Linked DNA regions of Sus scrofa: all the other regions are linked to region 2. The links are chromatin contacts, called in public Hi-C maps. All regions are on one chromosome and are shown on one strand. The core of a region is the stretch at or near the end of the contact, and the rest is flanking DNA. Distances in the headings are between cores, read along the strand shown. Region 1 overlaps ELOVL6 (elongation of very long chain fatty acids protein 6). Region 2 holds the start of ELOVL6 (elongation of very long chain fatty acids protein 6). Region 3 overlaps EGF (epidermal growth factor).

Region 1 (4,283 bases), core at 609-3,108, 140 kb before region 2:
TTTTCACTGTTTCTGCTAATCTGTGCCACACTTATATTCAAGACTGTTAGAAAGTTAAAGGAAAAACCTTAGGAATCTATGTTATATAGAGAGAGCCAGGATGTGCATTAATTTCTAGAAAGTGAACTATATTTCTCTAAGGCCTCTTTCTTTGATGATTAAAATTAAACAACATCAGAAACTAACCCTTGGCATTCCCATCGTGGTGCATCGGAAACAAATCTGACTAGGAACCACGAGGTTGCAGGTTCAATCCCTGGCCTCGCTCAGTGGGTTGAGGATCCAGCATTGCCGTGAGCTGTGGTGTAGGTCGCAGATGTGGCTCAGATCCCGAGTTGCTGTGGCTGTGGTGTAGGCTGGCAGCTACAACTGCGATTAGACCCCTAGCCTGGGAATCTCCATATGCTGCAGGTGTGGCCCTAAAAAGACAAAAAGACAAAAAAAAAAAAAAAAAAGAAAAGAAACTAACCCTTAATATTTGTAATGAGAACATGAAGATACCCAATCAAAAAGCTTCCTTAACTTCCTAGTCTGCATCCAAACTCCAGAGCTGAAAGTATGGGACTGGGTGAGGGCTGTGTGGCTAATTTCCCCCCATATTCTAAAATTAGCTGAGCTGTTAACCGGTGGGAAAGAAGGGGAGGGGTAGATGTTATAAACCCCCAGAAGTGGGTTTTCAGTAAGGCTTTGGACACCTGCACATTTAACATAAAGTATTTTGTTCTTCATATACACAATGCACAATTATTTCAAAGGAGGGAAGGAGAGAACAGAAAAATAGTGGAAGTTAATCAAAAAGTCATTAATCGTGACTTTCCTACAACCAGTAAAACAGGGCCTTCAAAGTTGTTTCTTGGTCCATTTAAAAATAAATATTGTGGGTGTGTAGCTACAAAGGGGGTGGGGGGGGAGGAAACGGAAGGAGAGAAGACACTCACCTAGTTCCGGTGCTTTGCTCAGCACAAATGCATAAGCCCAGAATTTGCTGACAGGTCCATTGTAAAAACCCTGGTCACAAACTGAATACTTCAGGCCTTTGGTCATCAAAATGTACAGCATATAAGCACCAGTTCGAAGAGCACCGAATATACTTCATAATGAAAAAAGAAAAGAAACAACATTCAGAAAAAGAATTTCACTTCTGACATGAACCGTTGGTAGAAGCCTGCCACTGGCAGGACATTGATAGCGATGCAGCAGCACGAAAATCTGCTTTTACCCAGAGGCATTGAAAATGGTTTGTAAACAAGAGTTACACCACTTCTCAGGGCTTTATTCTGAAGGCCATCCCTAAGGCCACCTAACGCGTCGTCCTCAATGTTCCAGAAAGGTGTCATGGAAAAGGGGAGTGCATCTCAGGCAACAGCTCAAGAACTCTGCTGACCTGACCTGTGTTTTGGCTTGAGAACTGTCCCTTGGGAGTGAGATGGAGTTGGCTGAAAACTCTGCTAATTATCTCCATTTTGTCCTTTGTCCAATTAGTCTCCAGATCCCTGGCTCCGTTTCCTGAATCTCTCTCGCTCTCAAATCCATCTTTTTCACAGAAGCCCGAGGAAGAAGGCTTAACTTCCATGGGAAGCCCCCCTCCCCCTGGAGTGCCCCCAGGATCATGCCCCTGAGCTCCCCTAACCGTGGCCAACCGTGTTGCAACACCGTTCTTCAATGCCCCGAAACGTGTTTGCCTTCACCCAGGCAGAGTTGCTCAAAGACTGCTGAACAAGCGATACTGTGGAAAAGTAAACGGACATGTGGCATTTTTATCCAGGAACCGCTAAGGAAAGAGGAGAGCTCTGGAAGGCGCTGAGCTCTGCTGTAACATGAGGTATGAAAGGACCTGGCAGCTGGACCGCGCCGCCTCCATGACAGAGTGAACCCGACAGGCACACGTGCCCCACAGCTCGCCAACTGCACGGACCACGGAAAGGAGAGCTGGCTGATCCTGGCGGGGGGAGGGGGGTAGGGATGTGCTGGCCCATCCTTGTCCTGGCAGCATCCCATTTTAGGTTTTACAAGTCCTAAGATAAACTAGCAATCAACTATTGAAATGAGTAGCAGCCTCACCCAACAGGGAAATGAGAGCTTTCTGTCCTTGCAGAGGCACATCTTTTAAGATGTCTCAAGTGTTGCTCCATAACAAGTCATTCCACCAGGGGACGCCATCCGTAAACATGTGTCCACCAGATAAAACCAAAGATCACCTTCGCATCGAACCAAAGTAATGAGACTGAATTGCTGGCAACAGCCTCTTATTTGGGGGGCTCTGAAAGTAGCTTCTCTAATGACATACCGCTTCCAGGAAGAAATGCAGTTCCTCTTTCCAACATAGAAAACGATCCTACATAGGATTTGGGGTATGACTTTACAACTGTAGATCCTATGTCCCCCTGCACTCAAGATGTAGCCTCCAACGCCTTCATGGGACCTGCAAGGCTTGAGTGGCCCCCCTCGCTCCCCCCGCCACCCTTCCCTCCTGCCTATTCGTCCCATCCCTTGTGAGCCAATCCTCCCCGCACCTTCTGATCCTTTCCGTTTTGTGACTTGAGACCTGTGCATATGCTATGTCCTCTTCTTGGGGAGCTCTTCTCCCATGCTCACTTGAAGGCTGCCCCTTCTCACTTTCTTAAACAAATGTCCCTCCTGGTAGCATGACCTCAGCCTTTACGATCAATATACAATCCTGGCTTGCGAATGGGAAGTTGGATTTCATTGGTAATGTCAGGTACATTTTTCAAATTTCGGTTTTCCCTCACCAGAGGGTGGCTAAATTTTCATAAGGAAAGTTGCCGCCATCACCAGATGATGGTGACTAGAAAACTGGGGACTTTGCTGCTTATGGAAGGTAGCAGGGAAAGAGGGATATGGCGTCTCCACTGAGCTTACAGAGCCGACACTGTTGGCTGCCTGTTCGAAGCTCAAGTCTCTTCCTCCTTTTCCATATTAAAAGAATGCTGATCCTGTCCAGGTTCTCCCAACTCATGCTTCCCCCAAGGAAGCTGACCTTGTCTTTGGCTTAGGAGTAAATCCTAACGATGTAAGCAAGTTTTAGTACTTCCATCTCCCTTGCTAGTAACTTGTTAGGCTGGGCGCGGACCTCGTTCTAGCCAACGTGATGTGAGGAGAAGGCTGCTGGGGCCTTTTTCAGGCAAGGTTTCCTTGCTCATCACCACGCAGTGGTTGGAAGAACAGCAGCCATCCTGCAACCAGGAAGGAGCTACCTTGAGGACGGCAAAGTATTCCCTTGAGATGTGACTGAGCTGCTGAATTACCCATTACCCTTTCAGTGATTCTATCACAAGACCTCTTGGTGTTGACATAAAGCTTCCTAATTGGATAAGCCATGTGGAGTTTTGCTTTTTATTATTTATACCCCAAAGCATCCCAGCAGACACAACACACCAGATCTGATCTTCAGTAGACTTTTGAACACAAATTAATTTTTTTGTGGCTATAAAATAGATCTATTTGGGAGCTCCTGTCGTGGCTCAGCAGTCCATGAGGACGTGGGTTTGATCCCTGGCCTCACTAGCCTCGCTCAGTGGGTTAAGGATCCAGTGTTGCTGTGAGCTGTGGTGTAGGTCGAAGAGGCAGCTCAGATCCCCAGTTGCTGTGGTTGTATGTAGGCCAGCAGCTACAGCTCCCAATCGACCCCTAGCCTGGGAACCTCCATATATACCACAGGTGTGGTCCTAAAAAGACAAAATATACAGACATACATAAATATATAGTCATAGATACGGTCAGTGAACTACTCACTACATCAGTTATCTGCTTTTCACAGACTGGTGGGATATACGTCAATGACTTTTGTACAAGCCCAAAGCAAAGAAACACACAAATGACACATTTTCAGTATGTATCCGTCTCCACTCCTTAGCCCCAGATCTGTGACTTTCTGAACCATTAGCACATGTCTCTCCCCGCCCCACCTGCAGCCCCTCACTGGGGAAGCAGAGCCCTTCGGCTACTATATTTTGCTACTAGACTGTGTACTTACATGATCAGAGCAGATCAAGGAAAGCAGCTTTGGAATAGTTACTACCTTTTAATCTTCTTGAGTCTCAAAAATTATTGTAGTTTATAGCCAATTTCTTAAGTCTCTGCACAGAGATTTATTCTTTCATTTGTGAAATATTTATTGGCCATGTTCTCGATGCCGGAGTGACAAGAATCAATAGGCTAACTTGGGCTGCTCCTGCCGGTGGTCTAGGAGACGTCCGCGGAGGTGGTATTTGAGTTGGGGATAAACAGGTATCGAAACTTTGAGGGTTAGGGCACGAGGGGCT
Region 2 (4,068 bases), core at 1,398-3,897:
ACAGAATCCGACAAACAGCTGCAGAGAAGACCTGGCCGGAGGTACAGCTCCAGGCACTCACCGCCCTGGGCCACAGCCTCCGCCCGCTTTCAGCGCCACCGCCTACGCGGGAGGAGGAAGTGCATCTAGAGAAGGTCTCCTAGGTGGGGCCTAAGGGGGCTCGGCTTCCCCGAACGCCGAGACCTTATAATTTCTTAACTCCTACGGGACTGAGCTTCTCCGTGTACAACCAAAATTGCCCACCTTCGGCTCTTTTGGCCTCGGGGGCCCAGGAGGGGCCCGGGACCCGCACCCATGTGCTCCCACATCCCAGCGGTTCTCGTTCCCTTCCTGGCTTCCGGCTGAGCCCCTCCGGCCCCCGCGCCCGAGTGGAGCGCGGCTGGCTGGCCGCACCCGCCCCTACAGGCGGGCGGAGCAGGCACGCGCGGCGCAGGGGGCGGGCTGGGCTCGGCCCGGCTGCAGCCGCAAAAGGCCTGCTGGTCCCGGCGCACCCGTGGGGAAGGAGAAGGCGCTAGCGGCGGCTGAACCTCCAGAGACCAGTCGAGACTCCTGGGGGGCGCTGAAAAAGACGCTGAACCCCCATTCCCCAGCTCTGGAGCCCGGCATCCCTCCCTATCGCACCCACCCGCCCGGGTCCATCCCCCGCCCCGGCGCATCAGCGTCTCCGGTTTCCCATTGATGAGGTGGGGGAGGGAAGGCAGGTCGGGAGGGCTCCGGGGGCACGCGCTCGCGCACGCGGCGGGCAGAATCCCCAAGCGTCCGGGAGCCCTCCCCCCACCCCTCAGCCAGCACCTAGGAGGCTGCCAGCCACTGCCGGAATCGCGTTGGGGTGCGTTTGGTTTGCCCTATGCTGATGGCCAGCCAGACCTGGGGTTAAGGGGAGGAAGAGAATGTCTGCCACAGCAGCTCTGTCTACGAGGAAGAAGCGAGATGAGCACACGCACCCTTTTCTGTTAAATATTGCAAGGTGACACAGGATCGCTTCCCACACGGGGATTTTCAAAAGGACTGGAGGAGGGAACGCAATAAACAAGAAAGATGCTTTCCCGGGTCAGAAGTTTGTCTGAGGAAGAGCCCCTAAGGACTCTGCACACTGAGGGGTTTTTGATCTGTGTCAACTCCAGTCAGCAGCTTCCCACTGACTTAGAACTGAGAGTGTCCAAAAGGCGTCTCCGTAAAACAAACTTAATAATGGCGTGGCTCCAAGAGCTTGGGTTCATTCATTTTTATTACCGTTTTCATTGTCCCCTCCTCCCCCGCCCCCCGCCCCTGTCTCTTTAAGAAACCGGAAAGGGATAAAGGGGTCCAGGAAAGGAGGAATCCGGTTCAGGAGCAGCAAAGAGGAGGGCAGTGAAGTAAGAGAAACGCAAGGAGAAAGGAAGGACACGAGGGATGGGAAAGGGCGAGGACCAGAGAGGACTGCGGCGGGCGGGAGAGGGTTAAAGGGAGCAGGAGACTGGGTCCTCCCCCACTGCCTTTCACACTCTGCCTGCCGGAGGCCAAGCAAGAAAACCCAAATCTAGATGAAAACCAGGAGCAGCAAAGGTATGGACTGTGACATCTCTCCCGCCTTCCCTGTCGCGCAGACATCTACTCTATGTACACATATATGTTCTATGTTATATAATCTATGTTAAAGATGCATGCTTAGCCACGGCTAACCCAGGGGCAACCACAGAACCACGCGTCTCATGCAGCCCCAGTGTCCCCTGCACCCGGGAGACCCGGGAACTCAGCAACTGCCCGCGGTTCCTCGCTCCATTCACACCCCAGAAAGGGAGTACCGACATTAAGGCACACCCGGGAGACGCGCGAGGCTCCCGGGGACTGTATCACGAGAAAGCATCACCTACCAGTTTTCCTGCATCCATTGGATGGCTTCGTTCTCGTTGAACTGCTTTTCGAATTCATATTCTTGTAAAGTCAACACTGACATGTTCATTGGGGCTGATCTTCGGAGTCGCTACGTGTTCTCTACACAAAATAAAATAATCTGTAAAGCGCTTGATTTTGAGTGCACTCCTGTCTGCTTCCCCCACCCACCCCCCTAGGTCTTCCCCGCGCCGCTGGGTCTCCAGCAATCGGTCTCTCCCAGTCTCTCTCAGCTACAGTCGGGGCTGAGCATTGCCTGTGCCTGGGCTCTCAGCTCCTCGCTCTGGGACTCTCCTCCTCCCGGCGTCCGCATCCACCGTAGGAGGAAATGAATGCCTTGCGGTCTTAGTGCCCGCACGTTTGTCCATCACCCTTTTTACTTGTCTACAGGGAAATCTCCTCCCCCTCATGCGATCAGACAAATTAACCCTTTGCGAGGGAGAGCGAAAGGAAGCAAGACAGCCCTGGGGACAGTTTTGTTTACGAGTAGGTGACTAAAAGGGTGGAGGAAAGGCTAGAAGGGGGAGGAAGTGGTGTCGAGGTCATCCACAGCCTCAATCCTGACCTCGTGAGCCGCCTAGCCTTGCCTTTGAATGAAGTGTTCCGCATACCGAGTGCAGCCCCAGGGCGCAGACCAGCGAGCTCTGCGAGTAAGCCTTAAGTAAATAGTAAAACCTGCCAGCTCTGGCTAGAACTCCAGGCAAATTTGCGCTGAAATCCCACGTGAAAGGATCAAACTTCCCACCTCCTTGCTCTTGCCACACCCTCCAGGTCACTCAGCCCTGAGCTCTGGCTTTGACTCGAGTTCACCTGGGGCCTGGCCCGCAGAGCTCCCCAATCGCGTGATGTCTGGGGATGCTGAGGGCGGGCAAGGGTGGGTGGAGAGTGACTAGTAGCCAGAAGAGAGAGGTCAGGTGGTAGGTTTGGGGAAGGGAGGGAAGGGGTAGAATTAGTGAACAGAAACAAAGGGGGAGAAGGAAGTGAGCAGATAGGAAAACTAGACCAACTGGTCCAATGCAAAACACATGGGGAATTTCGCTTGATGTATTGCTGGGGTAGTAGATGGAACAGAATTGTGTTTGAGGAGAGGGCTAAAGGCAATATTGGCCTCTACTGAACCCCTGCTCTCACTGCAGTGTTTTAACCTCAGCTTCCATAAACAACCCTCTTCATTTTCTCAGAGGGAAAAGTGTTTTTTATGGTGTCCATTCCTCCACTCATTACCCACAAGTTAGGAAAAGTGAAATGAGACTTGGCAGCATCTGATAATTTGCTCTATACATATAATTGTTATAAGCTTAAAATACAATTTTTTTTTTTTTCTTTTTAGGGCCGCACTTGCATCACATGGAGGTTCCCAGGCTAGGGGCTGAATCGGAACTCCAGTTGCCAGCCTAGGCCACAGCCACAGCCACGCCAGATCCGAGCCCCGTCTGCAACCCACACCACAGCTCACGGCAATGCCGGGTCCTCGACCCACTGAGCTAGGCCAGGGATTGAACCCCCAACCTCAGGGTTCCTAGTTGGATTTGTTTCTGCTGCACCACAGAGGGAATGCCCAATAATAATTTTTTTTTTTAAAGCTATGCTTTAAAAATTAGGTGGACATTAGGACAAGGAAGAAAATTCTGAAAAGTGGGAACTGTGAGAAATATCTCTAAATGAGGAGGGTGTAATAAGAACTTAAATAATTAATGAGTCTTTAAAATCCAGTTCATTTTTATATATACACACACACATATGCACGCATATGTATTTATAATTAGCAAATTAATTTACAAGTTGATGCTCCCAAATTTCCCAAGTATGGACTCTCCTCATTGCTCAATATAAGGGTTGTCATTATAGAGACTTCTGCAGTACAAGTTGTAAGTGAATTTGGAGGTAAAGCCTAGGCCAAAAGACTTGGCAGGATTTAGGGGCAAGTGGGTGTGGCCTGAAAAAGAAGGATTTTAGCAAAGTACCTGGGTCTTTGAGTAGTCAATAAATATTTGTAGGAGTTCCCATTGTGGCACAGCAGAAACAATCCGACTAGGAACCATGAGATTTCGGGTCTGATCCCTGACCTCACTCAGTGGGTTAAGAATCCGGCCTTGCCGTGAACTGTGGTGTAGGTTGCAGATGTGGCTTGGATCTGGTGTAGCTGTGGCTGTGGTGTAGGCCGGCAGCTGCACAGTTGCAGCTCTGATTGGACCC
Region 3 (4,290 bases), core at 1,360-3,859, 220 kb before region 2:
TGCCTTGGAGTTTGCAAGTTACCAAGTAAATCCCAAGTCATATTCTAATTTAAGATAAATTCTGCAAGTGATTTAAAATGCCTTAGGTAATAGGATACTGTCCACCATACAGTCTGCACAGCCTTTTGATTTGGGAGCTTGTCTTCCAGATAAATGCTGAATCAAACGGATAATTGATTTAGTCTGAACTTACCCATCTCAAAGAGTCACGAGTGGCAGGAAAAAAAGCAAGCGAAAGGCATGTGTTCCCACAAGAGAAATCTTCTCGCTCAAATAGCTAAGCAAATCAAACGCAATTACCCGATGTCTGCATTCGCATGACACCTGAATCCTGCTTAGATCATTTAACTTTCTTTAATTTCTGGGCAACTTTGGGGGGTCTCTTGACCTTTCTTGTTCTCATGAGCAAATTTACCAGTGAAAAGACAGAAGATTATATCCTACTGCGGTATGTCAGATACCCTTAACTCCAACAGGGAGGAGGCATTTGAGAATGATTATGTACATAAGCAAAGAAAAAAAAAATTCACTCATGTTTATGGCTCAACATGCAACTCCATCCCCCAGGGCATTTGCATTTCAATGGCGTATGAAATGAAGTGATCCATTTACAGCATTCAGTTTGTACGGTTCATGACTCCATAAAAGTGCCTTGAGGTTTGCAAGTCACTGAATAAATCATGATAATAAACTTCCATTTTGACATACATATTCTATTATCTATGAAACATAATTTTAGTAAATCGACAATAAATCTTTTTATGATTAAATCGCCTTGCCATGTTGGTACACAGATCTACTTGCTATATATTAGTCTATGTTCCCGTGGGGGATAAGAATATATTGACCCTTTTTATATATCATGATGGTTGGAAATTCTCAAATAGGCAACACAATTTTTGAAATTCAAGTCCATTTACTCCTAGAAATTTTACAGTTCAAGTTTTCAAATGCTTTTTTTTAAAAACATTGTAAACAAGTTCATACAGAGGTCTTTGAACACTGCATCATTCTTGTAAGACTAAAGATTTGTTGAGAGCATGTAAACGGAAACACATGGCTTGTGGATCCTTTAATATAGATCTAGCTTAAAGGTCAACACGGTGTTTCTTTTTGGAGGTTAACCTATCCCAGATCTTGGGAAAGGAAGTGCTGGCATGTTCTGTAGGCCTCCAAACATTAAAATCCATTTTCTTCTCTGAGGTCTGGAAATAATCTGATGGGGTTCTCACCATGCAGATGACGAGGACTGCGGCGCTGCGGGATGCAGTGCGCAGGCGCGGTGTGTTACAGAGGGAGAGGACGCCACGTGTCAGTGTTTGAAAGGATTTGCTGGAGATGGAAACCTGTGTTCTGGTAAGAGCAAAGGCCAAATACACATAATATCTGGAAAATAATGAATCAAAAACATCCTCTCAGATCATACCGATGCAAAATCTCCAGAAGGATTTATGTGATCAGCGGGATTGAATGTTGTTTGATACTAGCTAAAAAGATCATGGAGGTAGGCATAGAAAATCTGAAACATTTAATATCGTGTTAGATTACACGGCATTTACATTAACGTGCCGTAATATATGCAATTGATATTAAGGATAAAGAATTTATAATTAGCTTCTGAAGTATGAATCTGTGTTCAAGTCAAATTTATAAATGCCTCAATTCCAATAAAAGCAGCCCCCCAAAAAAAGCTTAGGTCATAAGTTTTCATTGTTAAGTGGGTTTTGCTGAATGGGTTTCTATTTGGTATTGATAGTCATTACTGTAAAAATCTCCCATCGTACAGTCTGAAACTCTAGCACAAAGTGATTATTAACACATACTTAGCTAACTGAACACTGAGAAATCGATAAAAATTGATTCAGAAGTGAACTTGATGTCCAGGATGCAGGGCTTGTATTACATTTGCAAACAGAACCTATTTGTCGCTGGATGATTGTATGAAAGACTATACTATTCTTTCCTGCTATTTTCATTTATACCAGGATTGCCTGCACGTTTCACTAGTTCATCGTTTGTCCACAGATATAGATGAGTGTGAGCTGGGCACCTCGGTGTGCCCTCCTACCTCCTCCGAGTGCATCAATACCGAAGGTGGTCACGTCTGCCGCTGCTCGGAAGGCTACCAGGGAGATGGGATCCACTGTCTCGGTAAGAGAGCTGCGGGCTGAAGGAGGAGGGTGGAGGCAGGCCTTGGAGACTCACCAAACACGGGGCGTGGTGGGCCGAGAAAAGATGGGATCTAATTGGGGTGACACACAAGTTAAGACCAAAAGAGGACCTGACATCTTTCAGTTCTTGGTAAACAGTCAAGTTCTTGGTAAACAGTCAAGTTCATCCCCTTTGGCCATGATTGGCACTCGTCAGCCTCAGCGCTCTGTTTCCCCCTGGTTCTTTCTCAGGGTGAGCGACCTCAGGGCTTCATCAGGACTCCACATCGGGGTGGGGAACTGAACAGCACTTTCTTGGTCCCTAACGTGAGCTGATGTGGTTTTTATTGGAGGTCCCCGCTGTGAGCAAACGAGAGGAGGGGTGGTTCTGGGAAAGGGCTCGCTGGCTGACTCTTGAGAAGTTCAAGCTGCTGACATTTAGCAAGCGAGGGATGATGAAGACCTCTTTCCTAATCGCCGTCCTCTGCCAAGTTCTGGGTGTGGCTGGAGGGTTGGGAGTTCACTTAACAGATGCCAGGTACCATTCCAGGTGTCAGTAGCGTGGCAGCAAGTAGAGACCTGCCTGAAGCCATCGTGGCCCAGTAAAATCGTTATCTCAAGTTTTACGGGGCTTTCAAATGTCTCTCTCAGTCTTTTCTTTTCCTTCTGAAAACAAAAATCTTTTCACGGCCAGGGGCAGATGCCCTGATAAAAACTAATATGGTACTGCTTTCTCCCAACATGCTGAGGTTGAAGATGAAACATCAGTCATGACTACCAATTGTCTGGATCTAGTCGGTTTAAATCAGACCTTTATCAGATTAGTTTTGCGGAGTCCACAGACATCTGTAAATGCTCTTTTAAGCACATATTTGGCTGTCAGTCAGGAAAATGTCACTGGTCTCATTAAGCAGGCTCACAGATAATTTAGACAAACAGGCTTTATATTTAATTGACTTTGAAGAAAAAGGGAAGGTATACTTTCTTGGATGCTTAAACTCACTATGCTCTGGACTCTCACCCTGCAACTCACCCACCTCCTTCCACGCAGCAGGGTGTCCTCGCCCAGCCTGCCCTGTTGGCACAGAGTCCTTGGGCCACCTGGAAGCCCTGGGCTTGTTCTTATTCTCTGTGCTGCTCCCCTCCATGCAGATTTAGCACTTTGAACCATGCCTAGCACATAGTAAGTGCCATAGAAAACAACGGTCGTTGTTATTCCTAAGAGTAGTTGTGTTTCCTGGCCAAGAGTCCATCTTTGTTTTTGCTTCTATCTCATTCTCAAGGTGATAGTTCATAGAGATTACAATAGGATGTCAGTTTAAAAAAGAACACAGAAAAAGACTCCATTTGCACTATTCAGGATAGCGCTTCAATACGGCTCCAGGCAACAGACGAGCACTGGCAGCATTTGGGTCAAGTGGTGCTGTGATGGGAGATGTGGTTCAGGACGATTAATCTGGCGCTGGTGTTTAGGAGTGGAGTGGAGGAGAGCTGGGATGGAGGGAAGGTAGAAGACTGCTCCTCTTAGAGCAGCAGGAAATTTTACAGAGAAAGGACTTCAGTGTTAGGGTGGCAGTAACTGAGACAAGGAAAGGGGAGTCGTTGGGAAAGAAAGTGATGCTTTCATGGAGTTCCCTTCATGGCTCAGCAGTTAACAAACCCAACTAGGATCCATGAGGATGTGGGTTTGATCCCTGGCCTCGCTCAATGGATTAAGGAGCCGGTGTTGTCATGAGCTGTGGTGCAGGTTGCAGACGAGGCTTGGATCCTGTGTTGCCGTGGCTATGGGGTAGGCTGGCAGCTGCAGCTCCAGTTTGACCTGGGAACCTTCATATGCCAAGGGTGAGGCCCTAATGAGCAAAAAAAAAAAAAAAAAAACCAAAACAAAAAAACAAAACAAAACAAAACGTGATGCCTTCGTTTGTTTCTGTGAAAAAAGGCAAAAATGTTTCCTCTGATCTGAACTTCTGAATGTTTACCTAGAGACTGTTAACCATCTCCACCCTTCCCACTGAGCTACTTATGCTGAGAAATTTCCTTTCCTTACAACCAGTAGGGAAACTTCCAGTTTACCTGCCTGGGCATGCAACCGAGGGGCCCAGGTCATCTCTCTCTCCAACATGTATACTAGAATTTTTCA

Evidence for each region. Hi-C and Micro-C count contacts between places; a contact is called where the count stands out from the background.
Region 1: a Hi-C map of liver shows a contact between it and region 2, with 2.5 times the contacts expected there. The contact joins the enhancer-like site here to the promoter of ELOVL6 in region 2. A contact is called at or near these places in 5 of 5 promoter capture datasets (fetal liver, fetal skeletal muscle, liver and 1 more), 34 of 47 Hi-C or Micro-C datasets (adipocytes, adipose tissue, alveolar macrophages and 16 more) and 2 of 2 datasets of contacts at active chromatin or transcription factors (alveolar macrophages and skeletal muscle).
Region 3: a Hi-C map of skeletal muscle shows a contact between it and region 2, with 2.9 times the contacts expected there. The contact joins the enhancer-like site here to the promoter of ELOVL6 in region 2. A contact is called at or near these places in 3 of 5 promoter capture datasets (fetal liver, fetal skeletal muscle and liver), 19 of 47 Hi-C or Micro-C datasets (alveolar macrophages, embryonic fibroblasts, fetal heart ventricle and 10 more) and 1 of 2 datasets of contacts at active chromatin or transcription factors (skeletal muscle).

What each region holds. Positions count from the first base shown.
Region 1 is chr8:112,176,781-112,181,063 of Sscrofa11.1, reverse strand. ELOVL6 (elongation of very long chain fatty acids protein 6) reads right to left here. Exons shown (of 5, transcript XM_021100707.1): 4 at 939-1,090. Among named protein-coding and RNA genes, the nearest start is that of ELOVL6, 140 kb to the right of the region's middle. Within about 2 kb of position 1,858, at least 13 of the 83 cell types and tissues checked have an H3K27ac peak or open chromatin away from gene starts, as enhancers often do. A contact at or near this core is called in adipose tissue, fetal liver, fetal skeletal muscle and 2 more, where this site is marked.
Region 2 is chr8:112,037,249-112,041,316 of Sscrofa11.1, reverse strand. It overlaps ELOVL6 (elongation of very long chain fatty acids protein 6), which reads right to left and starts at 2,647. Exons shown (of 5, transcript XM_021100707.1): 1 at 2,484-2,647; 2 at 1,854-1,974. The coding sequence starts at 1,942.
Region 3 is chr8:112,252,355-112,256,644 of Sscrofa11.1, reverse strand. EGF (epidermal growth factor) reads left to right here. Exons shown (of 24, transcript NM_214020.1): 17 at 1,240-1,356; 18 at 2,026-2,151. Among named protein-coding and RNA genes, the nearest start is that of EGF, 76 kb to the left of the region's middle. Within about 2 kb of position 2,609, at least 2 of the 83 cell types and tissues checked have an H3K27ac peak or open chromatin away from gene starts, as enhancers often do. A contact at or near this core is called in skeletal muscle, where this site is marked.